3 separate regions of the Sus scrofa genome follow, and regions 1 and 3 are each linked to region 2. The links are chromatin contacts, called in public Hi-C and promoter capture Hi-C maps. All regions are on one chromosome and are shown on one strand. Each heading gives the region's core, a stretch centred on a gene start, on an enhancer-like site or on the middle of the called end of the contact. The rest is flanking DNA. Distances are from core to core; before and after follow the strand shown.

The links. Promoter capture Hi-C pulls out the DNA fragments that hold promoters and counts their contacts. Hi-C and Micro-C count contacts between places; a contact is called where the count stands out from the background.
Region 1: a contact with region 2 is called in a promoter capture Hi-C map of liver, with 7 times the contacts expected there. The contact joins the promoter of BHLHE41 here to the enhancer-like site in region 2. A contact is called at or near these places in 2 of 5 promoter capture datasets (fetal liver and liver), 5 of 47 Hi-C or Micro-C datasets (embryonic fibroblasts, liver, mesenteric adipose tissue and 1 more) and 2 of 2 datasets of contacts at active chromatin or transcription factors (alveolar macrophages and skeletal muscle).
Region 3: a Hi-C map of liver shows a contact between it and region 2, with 2.7 times the contacts expected there. The contact joins two enhancer-like sites. A contact is called at or near these places in 6 of 47 Hi-C or Micro-C datasets (alveolar macrophages, epiblast stem cells, liver and 2 more) and 2 of 2 datasets of contacts at active chromatin or transcription factors (alveolar macrophages and skeletal muscle).

The regions. Positions count from the first base shown.
Region 1 is chr5:47,685,426-47,689,694 of Sscrofa11.1, reverse strand. It overlaps BHLHE41 (class E basic helix-loop-helix protein 41), which reads right to left and starts at 2,033. Exons shown (of 5, transcript XM_003355541.4): 1 at 1,334-2,033; 2 at 1,126-1,189; 3 at 690-797; 4 at 256-367. The coding sequence starts at 1,395.
Region 2 is chr5:47,403,677-47,408,106 of Sscrofa11.1, reverse strand. It overlaps ITPR2 (inositol 1,4,5-trisphosphate receptor type 2), which reads right to left. Exons shown (of 58, transcript XM_021092920.1): 55 at 3,881-4,046. Among named protein-coding and RNA genes, the nearest start is that of SSPN, 200 kb to the left of the region's middle. Within about 2 kb of position 2,561, at least 3 of the 83 cell types and tissues checked have an H3K27ac peak or open chromatin away from gene starts, as enhancers often do. A contact at or near this core is called in liver and mesenteric adipose tissue, where this site is marked.
Region 3 is chr5:47,707,073-47,711,638 of Sscrofa11.1, reverse strand. No RefSeq gene overlaps it. Among named protein-coding and RNA genes, the nearest start is that of BHLHE41, 22 kb to the right of the region's middle. Within about 2 kb of position 1,853, at least 18 of the 83 cell types and tissues checked have an H3K27ac peak or open chromatin away from gene starts, as enhancers often do. A contact at or near this core is called in liver, where this site is marked.

The sequences.
Region 1 (4,269 bases), core at 784-3,283, 280 kb before region 2:
AAACCAAAGTGGAGAGGGCGCAATCGCCACTTTAAATAAAAATCTGATTCCTGCGAGTTCTAATGAAAGCCTCTAGGATGCTTTCGGGAAGTGGGTACTTTCCAGTGAAGGGAAAGTATAAGCAATTTAACAAAAGAGAGTGAACCCGTGGGGCCAAGAAGGAGGTGAGGTGGGGATGGGGAAAGAGTCCTAACATTGCTTCTCTGTGGGCTGCCCGGTCTATCAGGGTGGGTTTGCCTCCCTGAACTGACTTACCATTCTGTAAAGCAATTATCTTCTGATGCTGCTGCTCTGTTAAGGCTGTTAAAGCTTTTAAGTGTTTCAAAGTCAATTCCAATACTACCGCTTTCTCCAGATGCCCCAGAGTCTGCAGTGGTGCAAAAGAGACGGGGGCACTTGGTTACTTAAAAACACATTTGGCATGACTGGCTTTCCATTCAGCTCAGCAACTTAAGCAAGCACTTTGAAAGAAGTACCATTCCTATACTTCTTGAGCTTCAACAATACAGGTTATAAATGATTAAGAAATCAGTTGTGAACACCTACTCTTGAGTTTGCAGGAAACTCTCCACTATAGCACAAGTTGTAAGGCATGTGATATTTACATTTTATTCTTATAACCCTGGGACTAGTACCAGGCTATTAACACACCCTTGGAGAGCAGCAAAGAATAAAAATGTGCATCTTACTGTCAACTTTAGATGTTCAGGCAGTAAGTCTTTCAGCTGAGCAATGCATTCATTAATTCGGTCTCTTCTTTTCTTTTCTATTAATCTGTGCGGTAATTTGTAGGTATCCTTAATACATGAGAGTCATGGAAGAGAGAAAACAATAAACTAAACATTCATTCACTGGATTTAACAATACCCTGCCATCCTCCCCCCAAAACATACTATGTGAGAAACTATGCCCAAGAAACCTCTTTCCTCTGGACTGTTCTGAAATGCAATTTAAATTCAGGTATGATGTTTAAACTCCCCCTGAGAGTATCCAGCAAACCACTTAAAATTCAGTTGGGGAAGCTCAAGATCTGTAATATATTTGCGGGCAGACTTCCCTGTTAAATCAATGGCCCTAATTAACTATCCAGGCAGGTTAAGAGGAACGTCGGAAACTTACACTTACCTTGCTATCGTCTCGCTTCATGCTCCTTTTGGGCTTACACATATACAAAGAGGAATAATCCAGTCTGCAAAATAGAAATCAGCATCAGGAACCCATTCCGAGAGGGGCTCTGCCCTCCCCGCTCCATACCACTTTCTGGAGAAGAAAAAAAAAAAAAAAAATCAAACTGAAGCCTAGACAGATATTCGCAAGGGTGCGTGCACCTTACCCTATAAAATCTCTATGTTCCAGTAACTGTCTTTCTTGCAAATGAGGAATTCCTTCGTCCATGTTCAATCGCTGTCCGTTTCCTCTGTTTCGATTTTTGGGGTTCTGTTCTATAATCTGTGGGACGGTAGCCCTGGGAGATCCTGGGGGGAATCTGTACGTCTCCAGTCTCTCTCTCTCTCTCCCTCTTCAGTGCAGTGTTGAAAGTGTGAAGCAGTTGGTCCCCCCCTCCCTCCGCGCTCGCTCTCTCGCACACACACGCACACACACGCACGCACACTCGCGCTGGCTCCACTGCGCTGGTAGTTTGCTCTCACTCCGGGCAGTGTTTGGCCACAGGGCACGCGCGTCGCCGGCCAGACCAGCACCCAGCTCACGTGCGGAACGTACCATCCGCGGTCCAGCCCGGAGGGGGGCGGGGGAGGAGGGGCCGGGCCAGGAGGGGGCGTCGGGAGAAGGCTGCTAGGGAAGGCGGACGGCGGGAGGGGGCGGGGACACCTGATCAGGGCCACCGGAAAGGAAAAACAACTTCAGCCAGGCTATTAAGCTTCCCCAAGGCAGCGCAGTCAGCTGGGGGAGTGGGAGGGGGCGCCCGGGGGTGCGGGGCAGCTTGGGCTTCCTCCGCTGGGAAGTGCGACTCCTTCAATCCGTCTGTCCTTACGGATAGGAACGTGAACGTGGCTTTTTACTTTTCCACAGACTGTGCTGTTGGTTTGGACCAGAGAAAGGAAAGAGAAAGAGAATTCGCGATGGGTCAACTTCAGTCCCGAAGGACAATTTGGAGACTTGTTTGCTTACGCTCAGTGGCCTGGGGGGACCCCTAGACCTGATTGGAGGTTGCCCCCAAAAGGGACAACATGAAATCTGCTCCCCGAGAGATTTAAGATAAGTGAAAATGTAGCCACTGGGTCAGAATGTCGCAATCCAAGTGTCTTTCTGCCCCACAGTGTCCAAACTTCCCGCAGCAGCCGGAATTGCGGTGCCACTAATCACAGCCACAGATGACGACGTTTGGGTTCTCAGGAGCTCCCTCAGGAACGCGGCGGGGAGGGAGGGGAATAGGATGGGGTGGCAAGAGAGGGGCTCCCGCGAAAAAGCAATGCAGCATTACCAATCGCCCGCTAAGCCCCGCCGCCCCTCTGCGCCTCGGGTGGCGCTGCGCACTTTCCCCGCCCCTCCCCCTTCGTGTGATAAGAGACGCCGGGAGTGTGCAGAGCCCACGTTTACTACCGCTGGTACCTCCAAAGCCTCCCTCCTTAATCCTGTCTCAAACGGGTACCAGCACAGGGCCAGCAACGTGATCCGACCTGCCGCTGCTGCCACATCACTGCACGGGGAACCCGCGCGCGCGTGTGCGCGTGCGCGCGCTTGCCCTGCAGCCTCGGTGCCCCGCTCGGGGAAAGCACAGGCCACCTCGAACCGGGCTACCTTTCCCCAGAGCCATCCCCGGAGCATGACTCACTGCTAGTGAGAGTTACCGGGAGGTGCCCGCAGTTGCGCACTGCCCCTGGTGCCTGGCGCAGCGGGCCGCAAGGGACATCGGAGACCGAGGGAAAGCGCGTCCTGCGGGATTCCCAGGTCTCCGGGCCCATTGCCCCCACTGGGTCTGCCAGGAGGGGATAGGGAGAATATATATTAATCTCTCTCCTATCTATCTATCTATCTATCTATCTATCTATCTATCTATCTATCTATCTATCTATCTATCTATCTATCTATCTACATAGATATCAAACCAAAAGTCTTTCCTGCCTGCATTCTCCTGGGTGATCCCCGAAATAGTCATTACTGCCACTGGCACGTGAACCAAGGCGAGAAGTACGCCGAATGCACGCGAACCCGGGCGCAGCAGGGACTTGGGGCCGTCGCTACGTGTCCCCCGGCCCGCCCCGCCGAGCGCGGGTTCCGGGGACGGATCTGGGTCGCGGGAAGCGGCGGCTGGAAGGAGGTCACGTGTCTGCGGGAGTCGTGCCTCTTCCCCGCCTCCAGGAGCCGCCGGGGCCGCGGCCGCGCTGCTGCAGTCTCCCGAGTCCTGGGCGGAGACGCGCGGCGTCTGGCTTCGTGACTCCGGCGGCGGCGGCGGCGGCCCAAGCTCACCCCAGCGTGAGGAGACGCTCGCGGTCTGTCCTCTCAGAGGGCCGTTTAAGGTCCCTCGACTTTCTCCAATGGGGAGACGTATTTTGCACCAAATAAGCAATTCAATAATGATCATACTTAAAAAGAAAAAAGTATTTTTGAAATACTGATTTTATTTTATACCTAGATCCAGCTTCTCTGTTTCCAAATGATTGGGTTAGTAATTCCCTTTGGAGGGGAGGGCAATTCGTAGTCCTAAAAGCGGCATATACCTGCAGCACTGTATTATTCTGTCCTCTCATTCTAAATTGACAAAAAAAAGGGGGGGGGTGGATAATGCCATTAAGAAGAATAATTTAAAAAATGAAACACCAGCTCCCCTATAGATTTCTGACGGTTTGGAGAAGGAAAAGAGTGTAAATATTTGCTCTAGAGCTAAATTTTTTTCTTGGAAAGGATGGCTGAAGTATTCAGAGAAAATGAAATGAAGGCTGGATCACTGCATCTCGGTCTTGTCAGTGGAGCAGGCCGGATGCAAGGCTGCTGATCCTGGACAGACTTTAGGGAGCAAGTTTGGAGCATATTCTAAGGCAATAGGAAGAATAGGGAAGGAAGTTGGGCGGGCCATCGGTGTGTTAATTTTGGATGTTAACTTCCCCTAATTCAAAGACAAAGAGGCCTTGGTGCAAATGAAGCCTTTCCTGGTGTCAATTTTATCTCCTCTCTCCCCATCTCTTCTGTCCCAACATTTCTGTTTTCTCTCTCACTTCATTCTTTTTCTGATACCCAGATCAAGCTGTAAGTGGATGGAGTCTTTTCTAGTGCTTGGTTTCCTTTGTTATTCTCAATCCTCCTTTTCTT
Region 2 (4,430 bases), core at 1,312-3,811:
AGAGCAATGGATGAAGAAGATGTGGTACATAACATACAATGGAATTTCAGCCATAAAAGAGATGAAATAATGCCATTTGCAGCAACATGGCTGGACCTAGAAATTATCACACTAAGTGAAATAAGTCAGAAGAGAAAGACAAACATTATATACTGCTTACATGTGGAATCTAAAGTATGATACAAATTAATTTATCTATGAAACAGAAACAGACTCGCAGACATAGAGAACAGATTTGTGGTTGCCAAGGGAAGGGGACATGGGGGAGGCATGGATTGGGAGTTTGGGATTAGCAAGTGCAAACTATTATACACAGAATAGATAAACAACAAGGTTGTACTGTATAACACAGGGAACTATATTCAATATCCTATGATAAACCATCATGGAAAAGAGTATAAAAGATTATATATATATATATATATATATATATATATGTAAAACCATGCTGTACAGAAGAAACTAACACATAATAAATCAACTGTACTTCAATAAAATAAATTAAAAAATTAATTAATAGGAATTCCCACTGTGGCTCAGCAGGTTAAGAACCTGACACAGTGTCTATGAGGATGCAGGTTCAATCCCTGGCCTTGTTCAGTGGCTTAAGGATCTGGCACTGGCCCAAGCTGCCGCATAGGTCACAAATGTGGCTTGGATCCAGTGTTTCTGTGGCTGTGGCATAGTCCTGCAGCTGCAGCTCCGATTCATCCCCTTGCCTGGGAACTTCCATATGCCACAGACGTGGCCATAAAAAGAGAAAAATATGTAAATAAATAAATAAAATGCATATTTCTCTGTGCAAGGGGTTTATTACTGGTTATTAGAGCTTTAAATATTAAAAAACACACACAAAGAGCCAAATTGAAAACAAAGTCAAAAGTCTGGAGAGAGGTTGTAGCCCTGGCTGTATATTTGTCAATAATCTGCATAAAATGGTGTTAAAGAGGAGGGCAAGGAAAAGAGACAAGGAGTCAATGATAAAACTAGATCTGTTTCAGGGATTGGGAGGAGAACTAGGGCCTTGAGATGGACCCAGAGAATGTGCAATCTGAGCTAGATGAAAAGGTCAGCAGGAAATTCATGATGAGCTTTGAGAAAAACATTTCAATTTGGTGATGAAGGTCATTGTGATATTTTAAGGAATTTATAGGTTATAGGCTTTTTGATCACTGCAAAAAGCCAGAGAGAATTTTGACAGAAGGGAAAGCCCAGAGGAGCAGGAAAGGGGTGAAGGGATGCTCTTATTTTGCTACTCATGTTTTTGTGTTGCTAGAATGGGGGAGAATGGATCATGTCTTAGGATGAGGCTCACATCCTACTGATAGATTTTCCCAAAGAATCCCATGTTTCAGAGGTAGTGCATTCACATACTAATTATCATGATTGTGAAGAAAAAGGCTTTGGGGAAGCAGCATAAAGACAAGATCATGAGACATGGGAGGATCTCCAAGGGCAGCATCTCTTTCTTCCTTGGGGCTCACTCTTCTACATAATAACTCTCATTCCCAAATCCTCCAGTTATTGTACATCTTCCTGGTGCCACGTCAGTCTTGCGTTCCTCCATCTAATCTAGGCATATAAAGACTCCTCCTTCTACATCACTCCTTCCAGCAAGTCCCTCCCCAGCACCGTGCAATCTGGAATCTGCCTTTACCCTCATGGAAACTCCTCTCTGAAAACACCAAAACCTCCTAAATGAGAAAGCCAAAGGCTCTGCTTCAGTTCACGTTATTGGCCTTCTTGGCTTTGATCCAGTTGATAATCAATTCTTTTCTTTCCCAGGCTGTTTTCTCCCCTTCCTTTCACGTGTCACCCATGACTGGTTGTCATCATACCATTCAGACTGAACACTCTGGGCACGCACGTGTGTGTGTGTGTGTGTGTGTGTGTGTGTGTGTGTGTGAGAGAGAGAGAGAGAGAGAGAGAGATTCTCTTTCTTTCAACTTTTCAGTGCTGATCTACTTCAATCCTATCTTCTCCTCTCACCTGGGAGCCTTCTCCCACACTCCAGCTTGTTCTGTCCCATTCAGGCTGAGGGTTCCCCCAATACTGTCTCCAGTCCAGACTCCTCTGAGGTGCAAACCCATATGTTGACCTCTGGAATAAGTGTGTATCCCACTGGAGTGCTCAGTACAGACCTCAAATTCAGTATTTTGAAAGCCAAACTCAGCACAGTCCTACCTAAAATTCTTTTTCTTCTTCTATTCTAAAACTCGACTGTTGGTAATACCATCCACCCAGGCACCACGCTCTTTCATATTCATTTCAAACCATTAAGATTTTAAAATTCTATCTTCCCAATTATGTCTTAACTCTGTCCCCTACCTTGAACACTGCTACCACTAACTCTCCTGGATCTAGGTTTCATTATCTCTCATGGACTACACCAGTAATTCTATCTGGTTTCTCTGGCTCCAATGTTGTCCTCTGATGAACAACTTTCCATAGCTGCCACAATGCTCTCAAATAAAAATTAGACCCTGCACTCCTCTACTTAACAGTTCTTTAATGGTTCACCATTCGTTACAAGTCCAAAGGACAAAGTCCAAGCTTTTTAACAGAAAAGGCCACATCAGATCTGGCCAATCTCTGTGCTTGGCATGCCCGGCTCCAAAACTGATACTCCAGCAACACTGAGCTGTTCCTAGGAAATGCAGATTCTTCTCATGCTGTTCTCCCCTCCATGCCTTTCCTTATGCTGGCCACTCTGCTTCTCCCACTCTGAAATGGCTCTTCCTTCCATCTTTTACCATCAGCTCCATCAGCATCTCTTCTAAGAAACCCTTCCTGACTTTTTCTCACCTGCCCCCTGCTACAGCCCAATAAGGTGTTCACAACCCATGAATTTATCCATCCTTTCCCTCCATGCAATAGACAGCAATGATATTTATTGTCTGTATTCCACGACAGCTTGTGAACACCCTGAAGAAGGGCACATCTAATTTGTGTTCATTTCCTTGGAACACAGCCCATGATTACAAGTTAGTATTTGGGACACCTTTGTCTGTTGGAGGAATGCTAGAAAGGCTTGGAAGAGCTATTCAGGGAAATGAGACAGTTGACAAAAGGTGGAAAACCTAGGAGGGAAGGGGACTTATTGGGGGTCCAATTTAAGTTACAGAGAATAAACGTTGCAGTGAAGCCCTTATGCTTGTTTTACGACTTTTATCAAGAGATTCTTTAGCTTGATGTGGAAAAATGGATGGTGAGTGAGTGTCACCAGGAGTTGGTAGAATAGGAAAAAGGATCCCAGGGTGATTAAGCCAGCTATGGAGACAACTAAAGCCATAAAGGGCTGAGATCTAAAACACAGAGGGTAGAGCCAAAGGAAATAATGAGGACAAAGAGAAGGTTGGGTTGGCCAGAGAGAGCTAATGATGGAAGAAGGGGAGGATAGGGTATGAGAGAGAGAGAGAAGTTGGGAGAGAGGGAGGGAGAGACAGAAACTGAGAGAAAGCACAGTTCAGAATCAAAAACAAAGTGCAGCCAGTGAAAAGAAGTTCAAGCTGCTGGAATAATCATCTGTGGATTCATAATCTAGCAAAACAAAATAAAAACCATTCTATTGTTTAATCAATATGTTATTGTGATTAAAAATCTGTTTGCCAGTCGGTGGAACCTGTTGGCATTTTGCAACACGTTCTATAGTTGGAGAATTATACAAACTGCAGAAAGAACAAGATAGCTTTGGGGTGTAATTCTTCTATTTCTGGAAGCGGAGTACCCCAGTCCAATGCTCAGTTACATAATCTGAATTTTGTCCAGCTTTCATTTTGAAATAATTTTCCCAAAGTATAACAAATAAAAATCATGCTAGCCCCTCCTTCCTTTTGGGCAGTTGCTTCATCTGTTATTTTAGTATCTTGAGCACACTTACCACAGATGAAGCAGGTTGTCTTTAGAATTTCTTCTTTTTTCTGTTTTTCACTTCTGAGATCAGCGAAAGTATCAATGATAACCCCAAAAATCAAGTTAAGAACGATAATGATAACAATGAAATAGAAGAGAAGGTCATACACCACTCGGGCAGCAAACAAGGGCTCCTGAAATAAAAATTTTTATAAATATTAAAAAAACACTGTACATATATACACACATTTTCAAGGCATGTTGATTTAGCACATTGTCTACCAAAGAGGATATATTTAACCATTATTTGCTAAATGAATATATATAGTATTCCAAGTTGGAAAAAATAAGATCCACTTTCTTTTTTTCAAGTGTTGTGGAGAAAACATCCTAGTCTGTTCTCAGACCTGTTTCATGCCCCAGGACTCACACTTTTCCTCCCCAGTGGAGGGACTTATCTTGTATTAAAAACCACTTCACTATGTCATTGTGCTAAATTCATTTGGTGGCAGTGGGCCCCCATCCCAGAAGCTGCACAAGAGGTAGACAAATCCTAGTTCTGAAGGTCAGAGATTAGA
Region 3 (4,566 bases), core at 604-3,103, 300 kb before region 2:
TCTTCCTTTTGTTTCTCCTTTATGTTGCAGTGAAAGTATTATATATTTTTAAAATCATGTATTTTATAAACTATGTTTTCTATGGATTTTGTTTCAGGGTAGTAAAGGAGGATAATGGAATATTTATTATAAAAAGGGGGGTTGCGTCTCAGAGGTTTGAGACACAAGGCTCTAAGGGATGTCTTCCTACCCCACCATACCTCCCTGCCTCCCCACCACACCCCTGATCTTTGCGCAGAGGGTATAGTCAGTAACAAGAAATGGTTAGTAGCTGGCCCATGAACAAATTTTTATTGAGTAATAATTTTTAAACAGACAATTGTAAATTGAGCATTCTTACATGATATAGCTATAAATATAGAATTGTCAAAAGTACATAGTAATTAATTTCATTCATTAAACATTACTAAGTATCTACTAGGTGTAGGATGTTTTGCTTTAAACAAATAATGTCTAATTAACAACAAAATCTTTGCTACTCTGAAGAAAATTTCTTTCTAGAAAAACAAATGAAAACAAAAAGTGTGGATTTAAAAGGATATTACTAGAGGTGACAAAGCAATTGACTGGGTGAAATTTTTATCTGGATATTTTGGAAGCATTTAATTTGTATCCTATCCATATTAGATAGGTTAGGTCCCAATAAACCAAAATCAGAGTAGATACACAAGAAAAAAATAAAGGTAAAACTTTAATAAGATTTCACATTAGGGGGATAAAGCAAATTTTAAGGGAAAAAAATTCTCTTGAAATATTATTAATAAAATCGTGATACTCTATTTTGACACAAATATACATTTTCTTTGAGTCAGAATTACATGACTATGAAATTAGTCCAGTTTTTAAATTTCTTCTTCTTCTTCTTCTTCTTTTTTTTTTTTTTTTTTTTTCTGGTCTTTTTAGGGCCAAACCCACTGCATACGAAGTTTCCAGGCTAGGGGTCAAATAGGAGCTGGAGCTGCTGGTCTGCACCACAGCCACAGTAACACAGGATCTGAGCCACGTCTTCGACCTACAACACAGCTCACAGCAACACCAAATCCTTTAACCCACTGAGCGAGGCCAGGGATCGAACCCATGTCCTCATAGATACTAGTTGGGTTCGTTACTGCTGAGCCACAAATGGGAACTCCTAAAATTCTTTTATATGGCTGTTTGGAATCAAATGCTTCAAGGTAAATTTAGTGATAGAAATAGTCCTCTACAATTATTAGAGATAAATTAACTGTTATTATGAAGATTTTTTTTTTAATCCCCCACTGGTTGCTAAAATCAGGTATGGACTAACAAATGGCCAAACAGCTTAGGGAAGAGTGGCTGTGTGACCAGGAGCAAGTTCCTTAATCTTTCAGTGCCTGGGTTTCCTTACATGGTAACACCCACCCGATAAATTTAATAAATCAATATGTTATGCGCTTAACCCAGTGCCCAGCATATACAGTCAGAGGCACATGGCGAAGAGCCATTGTCATATCTCTTTTCTGCACCAGAAACAGGGAGGCTGTTGGTGGGAAAAATTGCCTAGCTCAGGAAGGGCTGTCTTGCCCTGACTAGATTCACTTGACTTGTTTGGCTGTTCAGGGCCCCAGATAGGAAATGCCAATCAGCATGAACGTAATTAAAGGTGTTTGATAGCCTGGGACTCCTCAGATGTTCCTGACTAAGCAGTATTCAATTGTGCTAGTTAGAAAAACTGGAAGATCTATAGATTTCAGATATTGGAGTTTGTTGCCCAGCAACAGCCTGCAAGTTCCTGAAGAAATACTGAATTATCTCGTTAGTGAAGCAACTTCCTGTTAGGTGGCAGTAGACTCTGACCACAGTGAACCCAAGAACCCAAGATCCTCTGACCCAGAAAAACACTCACGTGAGAACTGATTAGATGGCAAGACACCAAGAAAACTAGTTTTACAACCTATCAAGCGGCTGGAGGTTGGTCAGAGTCTGGGGAGCAGGAAGGGCAGGCCCACTGCACCTCATCGGGGTTGCTGACATAGAATACACTGTGTAGAGATACTGCAGAACCCTGTGCAGCTCCATGGCCTCAGAAAGGGACTAACGCAGCTGGGGCAGGCAGGTGCATCAGCCCAGAAGCTACATCCATCTTCCTTCCTGCTGAGGCTTCCACAGCATTGCATGGCCCCAGAAATCCCCCCAGAAGGATATGCAGATACAAGAGGTTTTAGATGATGTCATTTAATCCTTATAGCTATTCTGTCTTATTAAAATCATCCTCTTTACAGGGAAGGAAACATAGATTTAGAGAAGTAACACCTAAGGTAATAAAGCTGGTGACTGAGGCTCACACCAGGCAGTCTCATTTCAGATTCCACGCTCTTGACCTCCATGCTAGACTGTCTCCCAAGGACCAACTACAATTATTTGTTCAGCATTTGAACATTCACGAAGCTCCAAACACTCGTGGACATTATACCATCACCCCCTCCTTACACAGATAAGGAAACAGAGAGCAAGAGGTGTCAGTGTTTTTCCCAAGTTTATGCAATTAAGTAGTGGAGCCAGAATTTGCACTCCAGGCCTTTTGATTCTCAGAAGAATATACAATAGGAAGGCCCAAAGGGAACCGGGTAAGCTCTTTTGAGCACCCAGCTTAAGGGAACAGAGTTCTGAGGTCAAGCCTTAGCCTATTTTTGCCTTTGCTTTGCCTGTCCAGACAATGCCTTTACATGAATCTGATGATAACCTGTATCCTGATTACTGCATTTGTACATTCAAGATACATTACTTTTCTCTAGGTGATATAGATCTGGGATTTGTATAACCTGGGAATACCTACTTTATTGGAGTTGAACATGGGAGAACATGGAAGCAATATGCTTCAAGTAACATGTCAGGAATACTCCACTCCACATGGAAATCCTTCCAGGGTTAAAAGCAAGTACTGTCTGCCCAAGATGCCAAGATGCAGGAGATCACAGATGAGAATCTTCCATCCCCCCTGAGGACAAAAAGCTCTGAATTTGGGGGAAAATGCCATTTTCAGACTCACTCCACTACTTTGATCTAATAACCTGCTGCTTACTATGGATTTCAAAGACCTGGTGAAGGCAAGGTAGCTGAATCGATAGGAGATCATCCAGCACAAGAAAAGAGACAACCTGTAGCAGTCTCTGCTGGTTCCACCTAACTGATCTTGAGCCTCGTAACACTGGCAGGTGTCACCAGGACGTTTTGTGAGCTGGGTGATGTGTACATCATAGGGACCTTAGCATCTATAGGAAAAAAGAGAGCTACCGGGATAGGTTAGCTCCTATCCATTTCACATTTTTCTCCCTACTGGATACTGAGTATATTCATCTAGAAAACTTTTTTTTCAGCTACAGAAAATGATAAAATGTTTATCCCTTTAGGCTCAACTGTAGAATTAATTTAACATTCCCTAATTAATTTATTATCAATTTATAATAAATGAAGAGTATAGTAGTCTTACAACATAAAACTCCTTCAAAAATATTTTCAACCCATGAAGTAAAAGGTAATGTGATGCTTTTCTCAACTACATATATATTGTCAATACCACCAAATTTTACCTATTTCCAGTATAAGAGAAATTTAAAATTTAGAGGGGCCATTCATCTTATGAGGGAATGAATGGAGGGTTGAACAAATTGATTCTAAAAATATTTACTGAGGAATTCCCACTGTGGCTCAGCAGTAACAAACTCGACTAGTATCCATGAAGACATGGGTTCAATACCTGGCCTCCCCCTGGTCGCAGACATGGCCAGGTTGGTGTGGCTGTGGTTATAGGCCAGTGGCTACAGCTCCAATTCGACCCCTCGCCTGGGAACTTTCATGTGTCAGGGAGTGACACTAAAAAATAAATAAATAAAAAAAATATATTTACTGAATGCTAGGCATGGTGCTAGGCAGCAGGGACATCTAGATTAACTATTAGCCAAAACCCAAGAGCCCACACTTGTTGTCAATATGGTCAATAAAATTTCACAAGCGGAAACAAGAAAGGGAAACACATCAGAAGTATTCTAAGTGGGAGTTCCCGTTGTGGCTCAGTGGTTAAGGAATCCGACTAGGAACCAGGAGGTTACAGGTTCGTTCCCTGGCCTTGCTCGGTGGGTTAAGGATCCAGCGTTGCCGTGAGCTGTGGCGTAGGTTGCAGACGCGGCTCAGATCCCGCGTTGCAGTGGCTACAGCTCCGATTTGACCCCTAGTCTGGGAACCTCCATATGCCGTGGGAGCAGCCCAAGAAATGACAAAAAGACAAAAAAAAAAAAAGAAGTATTCTAAGTGAAGACATTCAGGGAAATTTCGAAATTAGAATTTAGGAGACATTATTTTTGTCCTACACTGGTTCAATTACTTTGTTCTCTGTATGAGCCAGAGAGCACATAATTCTCCCACCGTGAGAGGAAAGGGGTGCAGTACTCCAAACCAACCATGTGTGCTTTGGGCAGAAACTATCAATGTTTGAGAAAAACACAGCTTACTGTAAACCTAGATCAAACCGAAGGAAAAAGATTCCTGATATATGGCCTTTGATACTTGGTAATGATGCTTTGGAGATTGGCAGGTATAAAGACAGGT